2 separate regions of the Pan troglodytes genome follow, and region 1 is linked to region 2. A link is a contact called in public HiChIP or PLAC-seq data. All regions are on one chromosome and are shown on one strand. The core of a region is the stretch at or near the end of the contact, and the rest is flanking DNA. Distances in the headings are between cores, read along the strand shown. Region 1 holds the start of NRG1 (neuregulin 1). Region 2 holds the start of LOC129135687 (pro-neuregulin-2, membrane-bound isoform-like).

Region 1 (6,225 bases), core at 1,914-4,413, 910 kb after region 2:
GGAGTATTTCCCAAATGGGATTTACTGAGAGGATATATTCAGCCAGCTTTGTAGATTCTAAGAGTCCTTCTAAAAGTTAAGTCTAGCCAAGGAAAAATGTAGTGGCACACGATTGCGTTTCTCTTACGCTGTCATTTAATGTGAGATCTAAATTTTGCATTTCTTTAATGCCCAAGGTGTTTATTTTTTAAAATCTGTACTCTTTTTATCAGGAGTTATGTTGACAATTTACCTGGGAGCTGATATACCCTATATAATACATGATCTAAGACCTGAACAATACACAAATTAATAAAATTAAATCATTAAGATATGTCATCATTTCTAAATTATACAATTGGGTTTTTTTTTTAAAGCAAAAATATTCTTCCTCTTTTCTCCATCCCTTGTTCTGGTCAGTTCCAAGGTTTTTTACAAATGCAAAAGAAATTCATTTGCTACTCCTGACCACAGAGATGAATAATTTAAGGACAATATCAAATTCTTGATAAATCTCATAAATGTTTTAACTATCCAAGAAATGGACATTTATTTGGTTAATCTTTTAGCTGGTCATAAATAATGTAATAAAACCCCTTAAAATTAACATTAAATAACATAAAGACCTAACGATTTTTAGAAAAAAACCTTTTTGGACTGAGCCTTGAATTTCCTGAGAATTCAGCTACAAGTGATAACTAAAATGTAACTCGAGAATCTGGATATGGTTCCAGAAAGAATTGTTGTCATGCAATTGCCATTTCATCATCTTTCCTTAAAATCCCTTCAATATTTATCATTGCAATTTTTGTCCTGTCTTTTCCCCTCCATCACATCAAACCAAGGAAAAACAATTATTAAATGCTCATTTATACTCACCTCCCTCCCTTCATATTCATTCATTCCTCAGCCCTAAAATTCCTGTAGGAATCCTGCTTTTATGTTTTATCTTAAAGCCACCATAGTATCTGTAATCTCTTTTGTAGTCATGTATGCTTAATTTTGGAAGACTGTCAACTACCTCTTCAGGTTCATTCAAATGAAAATGTATCACAAAATCGTAGGCTCTTCCCCTATCTCACTGAAAAATTACTCTAAAAATGACCAGTAAGCTGTTTTGTTGAAGCAAAACATCCAGACCCTAAACAAAAGTAGCAGGATTACAACATTTCCATAGAAATGGATTTTGAGCTTTTTTTTTTTTAATTGGGGAAAATCTTATTTTTTAAAAAAGATCCCAGAATACATCTTTGCTTTCAGTCCTTCAATTCTAACATAATGCCATGTTAGAGAATATGTGGTAGTGTATACTAAGCCCTTATGCTGTCTCACATCCTTGGGACAAAATATCTGTTTCGAAAGGACTTCTCTGAATTTTGCTATTTCTTGCTTACTGAGCAGTGGCCCCCTCCTGGGAAAACAGAGTTATTTCAGCCAGTGTTCAGACTCCATCTTGCATACGTCTCTGTGGAATATTAATAGTGCTACTGAGATATATTCATCATCTTTTCTCTGCTTTTGCTGTCTTTATAGCCCAGTGAAATTTATATTTGGTGTTTGTAGGAAGGCTATCAGAAGCTACTTGGACATCAAACTTTTAAACTATAAATAATGATGGCAAGACTGCTAGGATATCTTTTCACAGTTAAACCCATTCAACAGAGTTTCGTTCTTATGACAGTGCAAATTAAACTAGAATAAAATTAGTGTGATTTTAGGACAGTTTTAAAGTGAACATATTTCCCTCCCTCCCTTCCCATCTACATATCAAGGAGACACTCCAGACTGCACTTTTATTTAAATTGCGGCCATCAGAAAATACCGTGAGAAGGTCGTGTGTAGGTAATGGTTCAGTTAGCATTGACCCCAGAAAATGGAAAACCAAGAGCAAGTCACTTTTAAAGTGAAGCAATAGATTTTGAATATGGATTGTTCCAACTCACCACTTCCCGACCACAACACAAGAGTATTTCACTGTAAATTAAGAGTGTAAGTTAGCCACAGCTGTGGTATAACTCTGAGAATGTTTTCTCTACATGTGGACAATTCTGGATCCTTCCGTGGTGCCCGTTACCCTGGTCTTTAACTTTTGTCCTTTGCAGGGGAGGGGTCAATGCCTTATTTCCTTGCTCTTTAGAATTCTCCACCAGAGGGAGGACAAGGGAAGGAGTAGGTTTCACGCGCAGTTCTGAGTAAAGTTTGAATCTGAGAAACCCCACATTCACGAATTAAGGATCTCCAGTTCTGTGTCTTTATTCTACCCCTCCCTGCCTGCTTTTCCACTCGGCAGAACTGAGTGACTTTCAGCGGCTGCAGTAATTTTAATTATTCTGAGTCGTGCTCCGAACTATGTTTTTTATCAGTTCCTCTGAAAATTAAGTTGTAGTAAGAGACGTAGTTTAAGGGCACCCCCTTAGAAGAGGCCAGGTTATTTTTTAAGGAAAAGCTGAAGATTTCTAACAGGCACTTACTAAACACACACACACACACACACACACACGCACACGGCGCAGACCCAGCAGGAGAGCGCAACCTAGCATCTTTAAGGTTCGCTTAGCCCTTCCTGTGCACCTGGAAGGAAGCCTTTTCTTAAACTCCCTTCCACCTAGAGTTTATTTTCGCCTGCGTGCGACAGGGCTTTTGTACTTAAGTGAGTTAAGGAATGAACCCCGAACTCTTCTGGGAAAGCCACCAACGTTCCCCCCGCACTCCTCCCAGGGTTCCTGACCACGGAGCCTCTGCTTGGGGCACAGGTGTGGGAGTCGCAAACTTTTCTCTGCGCCGTGCTTCTCCGCGTGGAAGGGGACGGAGCAGCCCTCCCAGGCGCTGCCTGGCTGCGGAGGGGAGCGGGCAGCGAGAGCCTCGGGTCTCCGCCTGGGTTCCCGGGTCTCCGGGGCGCTGGCCTCGGTCTCCGCGCAGCGTCCAGCGACCCCTGTCGGGGGTTCCCGGCAGCCGCGCCGCCACCCCCCGCCCGGCCAGCGCGGGAGGAAAAGGGGCTGCGCCCGGGAGCGCCGAGCCCAGGCTCCTCCCGGTGGCGTGTCCGCGCCTCGGGGTGGGGGTGTGGTGGGGAAGAGGGAGGGGGCGAGGCCAGGGGAGGGTGCGAAGGAGGCGCCTGCCTCCAACCTGCGGGCGGGAGGTGGGTGGCTGCGGGGCAATTGAAAAAGAGCCGGCGAGGAGTTCCCCGAAACTTGTTGGAACTCCGGGCTCGCGCGGAGGCCAGGAGCTGAGCGGCGGCGGCTGCCGGACGATGGGAGCGTGAGCAGGACGGTGATAATCTCTCCCCGATCGGGTTGCGAGGGCGCCGGGCAGAGGCCAGGACGCGCGCCGCCAGCGGCAGGACCCATCGACGACTTCCCGGGGCGACAGGAGCAGCCCCGAGAGCCAGGGCGAGCGCCCGTTCCAGGTGGCCGGACCGCCCGCCGCGTCCGCGCCGCGCTCCCTGCAGGCAACGGGAGACGCCCCCGCGCAGCGCGAGCGCCTCAGCGCGGCCGCTCGCTCTCCCCCTCGAGGGACAAACTTTTCCCAAACCCGATCGAGCCCTTGGACCAAACTCGCCTGCGCCGAGAGCCGTCCGCGTAAAGCGCTCCGTCTCCGGCGAGATGTCCGAGCGCAAAGAAGGCAGAGGCAAAGGGAAGGGCAAGAAGAAGGAGCGAGGCTCCGGCAAGAAGCCGGAGTCCGCGGCGGGCAGCCAGAGCCCAGGTGGGTGCGCAGCGCGGCCCGGGCCCCACGATCCTCCTCCTGCTCCTCCTACTCCTCCTCCTCCTCGGATGCCGTGGCCTCTCCCTCCCCCTCTCCCTCGCCCATCCTCTTCGCCCTGCGCTCTGAGCACCCGTGGAGTCGCGCGGTGCTTCCCCTCCTGGGGGCCGCCGCTCACCTGGGCGCCGAGTCCTACCGGGCGCCTACGCCCAGAGCTCAGGGCAAGGGACAGCAGTCCCGGCCGCACCCTCCCAGAGTCCCGGGAGCGCTTCGCTCCCTGGCACGGCCCCTCCCCAGCGCCTTAGCGGCTGAGCCCAGCCCGGGAGTGGGACCTGGGGTATAGGAGTCGAGGCTGCGTGCGCGCGTGCCCCGCGCCATAAGCGCTTTGCACGGGGGCCGTGTGCCCTCTAGCGGGAAACGCTGGAACGGGCCGCCTGGAGGGAGAGCCGGTCCCCTCGGTGTGCCTGGCAGCGCAGAAGTGGGTGGTCGAGCAAGAAGCCGCGTGGGAAGTTAGCTTCGGCGTTTTGGGGCACAGGGCAAGCGATGTAGAGTGCGCGCCGGTTCATCTTGATTCAGTCCTGTGCTACGGAGACTCAAGAGCAGCGGCAGGGATTCCTAAAGGTCAGCGAAGCAGATGAAATCTAGTCCAGTGCCAGGAATCAGCTCTGCCCCAAACAAGTTCTACAAACTTTTGGCTTAACAGTTCTATTTTTCAAGACCTCTGTGATAAATATGGTTAATTTACTTTCCCAAGAGATGTAAGAAAACAACCGTTTATCTGAATTTTTGAACCCAATTGTTTGCTGGTTATCTATATAATAAAATGGCAATTGAAGCTTTCTAGAAACAAATCTTGTATTTCATCATCAGAACACGAGCATGAACAAAAGCTTTACCTTAGATGTCCCTAGGAAGCGCTGATGCTTTGGACATTACCTTGGACAAAAGAGGCATGTCGAATAAATACTTGTTTATGAGTGATTGGTAGGTAGCTGATAAAAGAGGGGAGGAAGGAGATGGGGGAGAATTTATTTTTTGCCTCTGCAATTCCCAATTATTAATTGATCCAGATGCCTTAAGTCGCTTCGAGCGTACCCCCAACACACATTTCATGAAGCACTTCTGCAGAATTAATTCACTAGTACTTGATAATACTGTGGCTACAGTAATACTGTAGAAGTATTTGTCCCTTGCTGGAAGAAAACAAACCACATTTGCTTGGTCTTCTTACTGGTATCACTGATAGCATTTCAGAACCTGGGTTATTGGCAGAGACCTTCAGCAGAGTTTTGAGCAAAACAGAAATTGAACAGAGAGTAATTGTTTCACCACTGGCCATTCTTGTGCTTGCTTCTTTAATAAGATCCTGCTGATCATATTCACTTCAATTACTGATCATTGCCCCTCATGAGGGTGTATTGAATTTTTCCTTATTTTTACCCTATATTTTGGGGAGAGACCATAGCACTTTATTCAACAAGATATGAAATTGGGGAGCTGGACTAGTTACCTCCCTGCGTGACTTTGTCTACTGTCTTTTCTAAGGTCATCATAGTAAATTACGGAGATTTCAGACCTAGCTCAAATCGTTGTAAGGAGTTATTTTGGGGGCTCTTATCACTGTTTGTGGTTGTGTTCTCCTGTCTCCCTGCTCATTGCCTTCAGAAGAAGTTTCTGTGGTCCTCTGTAGATGGTCTAATGAATTAAGAAGGGGCCAGTGGTCTGAAGTAGCATCCTGTTCAGGTAATAGGTGTGCATTTTGTCAAGGGCTCCCAGCAGCAGTACCGTAACACAGCAACTTGACAAGTTCAGTGGGGGAGGGGCAGGAATTTCTGTGCTCTCCAGATCTCATCTACTAGGTAGGCAGCTGTCTTGTGATTAGCTACGCTCTCTTGACACAGAGCACCAGAGCTTCCTTGGTGGCTCTCATCTGCTTTCCAGTGGCACAGCAGTGATTCCCTCTAAACCAGCTAAGTCAGTATCTTTAAGTGACATTTGCTTAACTGTCTTCCCTGAAAAATTGGGGTGAATTTGGCTGTAGGTTAGTTTTTAGTATATTTGTCTCTGTTTTCCACCAGATTATAATCTTTTTTGGGGAGGGGCTTTTTATCCCCTTCGAAGCATCTTGTGCTTTTTAAACCAGATAAGAATATGTATTCTTTATTTGATTCAAAAAGAATGGTCAACAACTTGAAACCAGCTTTATATAGAAGCACATGGCATTAAATACAATGCTTCAGAATCAGTGTTTCTTTCCTTCTTTGTCATTTTCCTTATAATGGTAAGTGCCAGTGTAGTTTTCCTTGTCTTAGGAGAATTCATACCTGATGACTATGATGGTTTGTGAGAAAAACCCACACTCTAGGTTTCAGGCATTCCCAAAGGAACGACCTATAGATGCCATAACTCTAGTATTCACACTTGCCACGCCAGCCCAAATTAGGACTTAGGAGGACAAGTTTCTCTTGTATTGCTCCCATCTTAGTGCCTGTCAGTTCCAAGTTTCACTCCTTTCTTAAAACAGCCACTGCAACTGTCTGTCCTTGATGA
Region 2 (5,859 bases), core at 567-3,066:
TCAAGTGAACGTATACTGGAGGCCAGACCTGCCCAACTATGCTGCTAAATGGTGATCTTCTCCTGAAGCGCTCCATCAGGGTATGAGTAACAGGAATCTCCCCTTGCCAAGACACACAGGGAGTGTGATGACCCTGTCCCTCCAAACTGCACTTTGAGAGAATGGAACCTTGTTTTGTAGCCAACTATATTATGCCAAGAACAAAAAGATCTTTGTAGCTTATCATCTGTTTTTATTTTTTATATAAAAATCTAAAGCTTCTATGACATACTTTCAAGAAACTGCTAGAAGCAACACGTAGAATCCCAGAGTAAAGATATTATGAAGTAAGAGTACTTTAAAATTCTTCAGTTCTCACAATGTGGATCTATCGCCCATTGAATAACAACTTTAACTGTTTTATGAGGTCACTGAATATATTTTTCACTATAAAAGAACATGAGAGAAAATATTTACCTTGAAATGCTAAAAATGTGTTCCCTTTCTGTGGAATGGCATTTGTTGAAAGGAATATCCCGGGAGAGGATGGATTCTTGTTTTAGACATAGCTCTTTAAATTTGGCAGGACATGTGGGGGTAGGGGGACAGATGGGGGTGGAGTTGGGGGAGCTTGGTATTCAGGTGGCACAATACCAGGTGGAGGTTAAATACCTACAACTCCTTATGCCTGGGATCTTTTGTTCCAATAGCCGTAGAAGCTTCTTTCATTTCACTTTTTATTTTTATTTTTTGCAAAACCCATTAGTTGACAAAGTGCCATAAACTTTGTACAAAATGGCCTCGTTCAGCAAATATTTTATTCAAACTATGCTCCTATCAGCAGTACCACACATGTCATAAAGTCATGGTGAAGCAGGAATTTCAGTAAAAGAAAAGGCGGGGGTCATGAAGACCGAAGGATCAAAGGAGCATGGAGTAGAGGAGGCGTCACATCTGAAGTGCGCACTGTGTGTGCGCGCTGCAAGGAGAGAGAGCGTTATAAAGTTGTTGTTTTAATCGCTGCTTGTCGCCTGCGAACATGTTGCTCCCTTTTAAGTGTCAAGCAACGGGTTCACCCAAAACTTTTCTGCACCGAGGACCCGCACGCCCGGGGTCCCACCTGCCCCTCTCTGCCTGCCTCCCACCGGCGCCTGGGCATCCTGCGCCGGCTACAGGTCCTTGCTCACTGAAGCGTCACCTCTCACTCCCCAGTAAACCTCCGCAGCCCACTCGGACTGCAGCCTGTTTGCTGCCCGTCCTCCCATTGCAGCACTTGGGGCGACAGAGAGGGAGGAGGCGCGCGGGGACGGGGACGCCCAGGAGGACCCACTCGCGGGTCCCGCTCCGCTCCGGCAGCAGCATGGGGAAAGGACGCGCGGGCCGAGTTGGCACTACAGGTAAACAGGCTGGCGAGGCGCAGGACGCTGTCGCCGCCGCGGCCACCCAGCGATTTCCAGGCACGCAACTCCGCCTCCAGGGCTCTCTCCCTCGCGCTCTCTCCCAGCCGCTTGCTCGCAGCCCCAGCAGCCGCCGCAGCATCACTTCACACAAAGGACTGTCACCCGCGGAGCAGCTCCTCCACCTCCACGTCCTCCTCCGGTGACAGCAGCCCCGACAGCAGGGCTCGGGCGCGGCGGCGGCGCGGGGGGTGGGGGGACCTGTCACTCCCTGTAACCGAGGCGGCGGCAGCGGTTTTTTTGCCTTTTCTATTTTGCCTTTTTTTTTTTTTTTTGCCCTTATACCTCTTCGCCTTTCTGTGGTTCCATCCACTTCTTCCCCCCTCCTCCTCCCATAAACAACTCTCCTACCCCTGCACCCCCAATAAATAAATAAAAGGAGGAGGGCAAGGGGGGAGGAGGAGGAGTGGTGCTGCGAGGGGAAGGAAAAGGGAGGCAGCGCGAGAGAGCCGGGCAGAGTCCGAACCGACAGCCAGAAGCCCGCACGCACCTCGCACCATGAGATGGCGACGCGCCCCGCGCCGCTCCGGGCGTCCCGGCCCCCGGGCCCAGCGCCCCGGCTCCGCCGCCCGCTCGTCGCCGCCGCTGCCGCTGCTGCCACTACTGCTGCTGCTGGGGACCGCGGCCCTGGCGCCGGGGGCGGCGGCCGGCAACGAGGCGGCTCCCGCGGGGGCCTCGGTGTGCTACTCGTCCCCGCCCAGCGTGGGATCGGTGCAGGAGCTAGCTCAGCGCGCCGCGGTGGTGATCGAGGGAAAGGTGCACCCGCAGCGGCGGCAGCAGGGGGCACTCGACAGGAAGGCGGCGGCGGCGGCGGGCGAGGCAGGGGCGTGGGGCGGCGATCGCGAGCCGCCAGCCGCGGGCCCACGGGCGCTGGGGCCGCCCGCCGAGGAGCCGCTGCTCGCCGCCAACGGGACCGTGCCCTCTTGGCCCACCGCCCCGGTGCCCAGCGCCGGCGAGCCCGGGGAGGAGGCGCCCTATCTGGTGAAGGTGCACCAGGTGTGGGCGGTGAAAGCCGGGGGCTTGAAGAAGGACTCGCTGCTCACCGTGCGCCTGGGGACCTGGGGCCACCCCGCCTTCCCCTCCTGCGGGAGGCTCAAGGAGGACAGCAGGTACATCTTCTTCATGGAGCCCGACGCCAACAGCACCAGCCGCGCGCCGGCCGCCTTCCGAGCCTCTTTCCCCCCTCTGGAGACGGGCCGGAACCTCAAGAAGGAGGTCAGCCGGGTGCTGTGCAAGCGGTGCGGTAAGTTCCTCGCCCTTGGGGGCGCGAACCCGCGGCGAGGAGGGCGCATCCCCGGCGCGCGGGCAGCGGGGCTCGACGGCCGCCCGAGCAAGGCAGAGGCGCTCTGGGTCCCAGTTGTTGGTTTCAGGGTGGTGGGTTCTCAGGGATCCTCAGAGAGGGAGGTTTCGCTTTCTCCAGCTTCCCTTGTCTTAGGCTTTGCCACTGGAGAAAGCCCAAGTTTAGTCCTGGGTTGGGGCCTCCTGAAACTTTTTAATCCTTTGGGGTTTGGCTCACCAAGTAGATCGGAAATGTGCCGGCTGCTTTCTTGTGGGTGATATGAACTTGGCTTTGGTTAGGAGTTGCTGATTCTGGGCCTCCTTTGAAGGAGGAAGGGTGAGTCCCGCAGGATTTTAACGCCTTCCCGTCACTTGGAGTCCAGAGTGTGGAGATGGTTAGGGGTTTGCTTCTGTGTCTGTGAAGTCTCTGCAAGGAAGGGGCAGTGCACTGACATTCCCCGACAGATGTGGCAGAGTTTTTTGGCAACTCAATGTCCAGCAGAGAGGTGCAGTCTGTACCTTGTGAATATGTGTAATATGTGAGAATTATAAAGTTGTTATTGGTGGGGGTTTTGTTTTTGGCCAAGTCATCTCAAGAAATTTTGTTTTCACAATATTTTGGTTTGGAGGATGTTTTTGCACTTCACTGCATCAGAACAGATGAACGAAATTATGGAATATCACATGTAGGCCCTGAAGAAGAATAATTTTGGAAGTTTAGCAATTATTTGCTACACCTTTTCCCACTTACCGCTGAAAAGTATTCTTCCCGGGTCTGCTTCATATGATCAGGTTTGAGAAATTAGCTGATTATCTCATTACGTTGCTGAGGTAGCATTATGTTTATGCCATTTATAAACTAATTTCTATGATCTAAATATCTGTATAATTTCCTGATTACTATATAATCACTAACACATAGCGGGGTTTCTTCTCAAACAGTAAATTAACACGATTACACATCACAAATTCCAACATGCATAATAGCTTTTCACCCTGGTCTTTATGTATCCGTCTAATAGACATTTGGGTTAATTGAATTTTTATAAAACTCAGCACCATGCCATGCAGAGTCTGCCTGTGATGGAGAGTGTGTCAGTTCTTTTAAATTTGTGTCTGGTGGGGGCCAATTATTTAAATTTCTGGTTGGCATTTGTGGTGGTTAAGTCCTGCTGTTAATTAATACCTGATGATTTGGTTTTAATGACAGCAAAGATCATTGTTCACCCACCATTCCCTTATCTGAACAATGTACTTTGTATGCCAGAGACCTGTTAGGATTGCACCACTCAGTGGACAGAAGCTGTTCAGAGAGTGGTGCTGAAGAAAGCTAAGTGGCATTGGGATTCCCCGAGACCCACTGATAGATGTCACTCCAAAGCATGGGAAATGCTCTGCTGGGAGCTGTCTTATTAGGCAACCGAAAAGCTCAGCACCATCGTACTGCAGCATATGTTACTCTGTTACAGAATCTGAAACAAAACCTTTTAAGCAACACCACTGTCCAGTTTTCATATGTTTTATAGTGTGTAATTCAGGAAGGATTTTTCCTTTATCCCAAGTCATATGAGTTTTGAATCATTCACTCCACATGGTGGGAAGTTAATATAAAGGGGATTGTAGTTAGCTGTGATGCCTAGGATTGGGGGTGCATTACTAGATTATCAATTGTGTTAGTTATACCTTTTAACTAGAAATAAATGTAAGACTTGAGAGGTAAAGTTCTTACAAGCATCCAGAGAATGTTTGGAAATGGAAAACTCATGTTGTTTGGAGGAATCATATTCTATTCTTGTGCTTCTAAGGGGAAAAAACTTCATTGAAGGTACTTAGTTTTGTCCCTCAGTTTGCCAGTCAAAAGAAATATAATACATAGTTGTAAGTTGTGGCACGTTTTAAAAAAATGGGTTTTTAATGAGCTGGAGATCTTTTTGCATGTAATCGAGTATATTAAGAAATCACAAAGTTACTGCCCTGGATTTCTATAGCTATTGTGTGTGCTTGGCAATTTTTGTGTTATATGATTTAAAGTAGGATATTGCTTTTAACCTCAAATAGATTTAGCTAAGTTCTAACTGAAATCATGCTAAAAGTTTCTCCTCGCATTTTTACAAACATAGTGTTTCTTGTAAAACTGGAGGATAAAAGCAAATAATATCAGCTATTTTATATGATGTAAATTCAGTAAATCTGCACTTGGAATATTGAGTGTAAAAGTGTGTGTGTGTGTGAGAGAGAGAGAGAATGAATGAATGTGTGAATTCATCCAGTTGTGTGGTGTCAGATAATGCCATTCAGAATTTGCCAGGCAAAGAAACACAGAAAAATGGAAAAGAGAGAGAGAGAACTAGCAAGAGGAAAGAATGAGAATGAGAATGGGGGCTGATTTGTTCTGGTTGAGCTGCTTCTGGTCAGAAGATTTCAGGGAGAGTGATGGAGCAGAAGGCCCTCACCTAACATGAAGCTGCCCTGGGGGTGTGATGGTTGTGTGCAGGCTTGAGCCATAATGCTAGGCTGGAGAAGGAATAGAGCAAAGTCATTTTGTGATATCATACCCAGGGGAACAGTTTCCAGCTCTGCTGCTCTCAGCTGCAGTGTTGTTTCCTACAAGTTGTTTGCTAGTGTAGAAACTACACATGCAACAGATTAGCCTTAGGGTTGAGTTAATAAAAATCTTTCCTCTTGAAATTCCTTTTTCTCTTTCCCCCTCATCTAATATAAACTCCTGAATAATGTCGATAAAACAAGAAGCTCTTTGAAAAATGGACCTTTGGAGACAGAAACTATGAGTGTATTTTAGAAGACAACATGGAAATTCATAGCTTGTTTGCTTTGTAGTTGAAGTTTGTATAAATGACACTTCCTTTACAGTTATTTAAAGTTTTTGTAGTCTTCACTTTTTCTGTTGCTCACTGAACGACCTAAGAAATATCCTTGGGTTTTATGTTCATTGGAATGCAGGATAATTTGCTGTTCGATTAAATCTCTATTATTCAAACAAGTCATTGTTTGATGTGCTACACTTTTAGCTTCCAAAGCATTGTGGTTATATGAGGCAGAAGCTGATTTCCAAAAAGGAGTACAAACACTGAGGTTGAATAACATCTACAATTGGGCTATGCCAGATTTGTACATCAATTCTGAT

Evidence for each region. HiChIP or PLAC-seq counts read pairs in DNA pulled down with a chosen protein or histone mark.
Region 1: a contact with region 2 is called in an H3K4me3 HiChIP or PLAC-seq map of stem cell-derived excitatory neurons, with 10 times the contacts expected there. The contact joins the promoter of NRG1 here to the promoter of LOC129135687 in region 2. A contact is called at or near these places in 1 of 7 Hi-C or Micro-C datasets (stem cell-derived neural progenitor cells) and 1 of 1 datasets of contacts at active chromatin or transcription factors (stem cell-derived excitatory neurons).

The regions. Positions count from the first base shown.
Region 1 is chr7:40,932,007-40,938,231 of NHGRI_mPanTro3-v2.0_pri, forward strand. NRG1 (neuregulin 1) reads left to right here and starts at 3,164. Exons shown (of 12, transcript XM_519699.8): 1 at 3,164-3,678. The coding sequence starts at 3,579.
Region 2 is chr7:40,026,080-40,031,938 of NHGRI_mPanTro3-v2.0_pri, forward strand. It overlaps LOC129135687 (pro-neuregulin-2, membrane-bound isoform-like), which reads left to right and starts at 1,817. Exons shown (of 2, transcript XM_054656638.2): 1 at 1,817-2,679. The coding sequence starts at 1,935.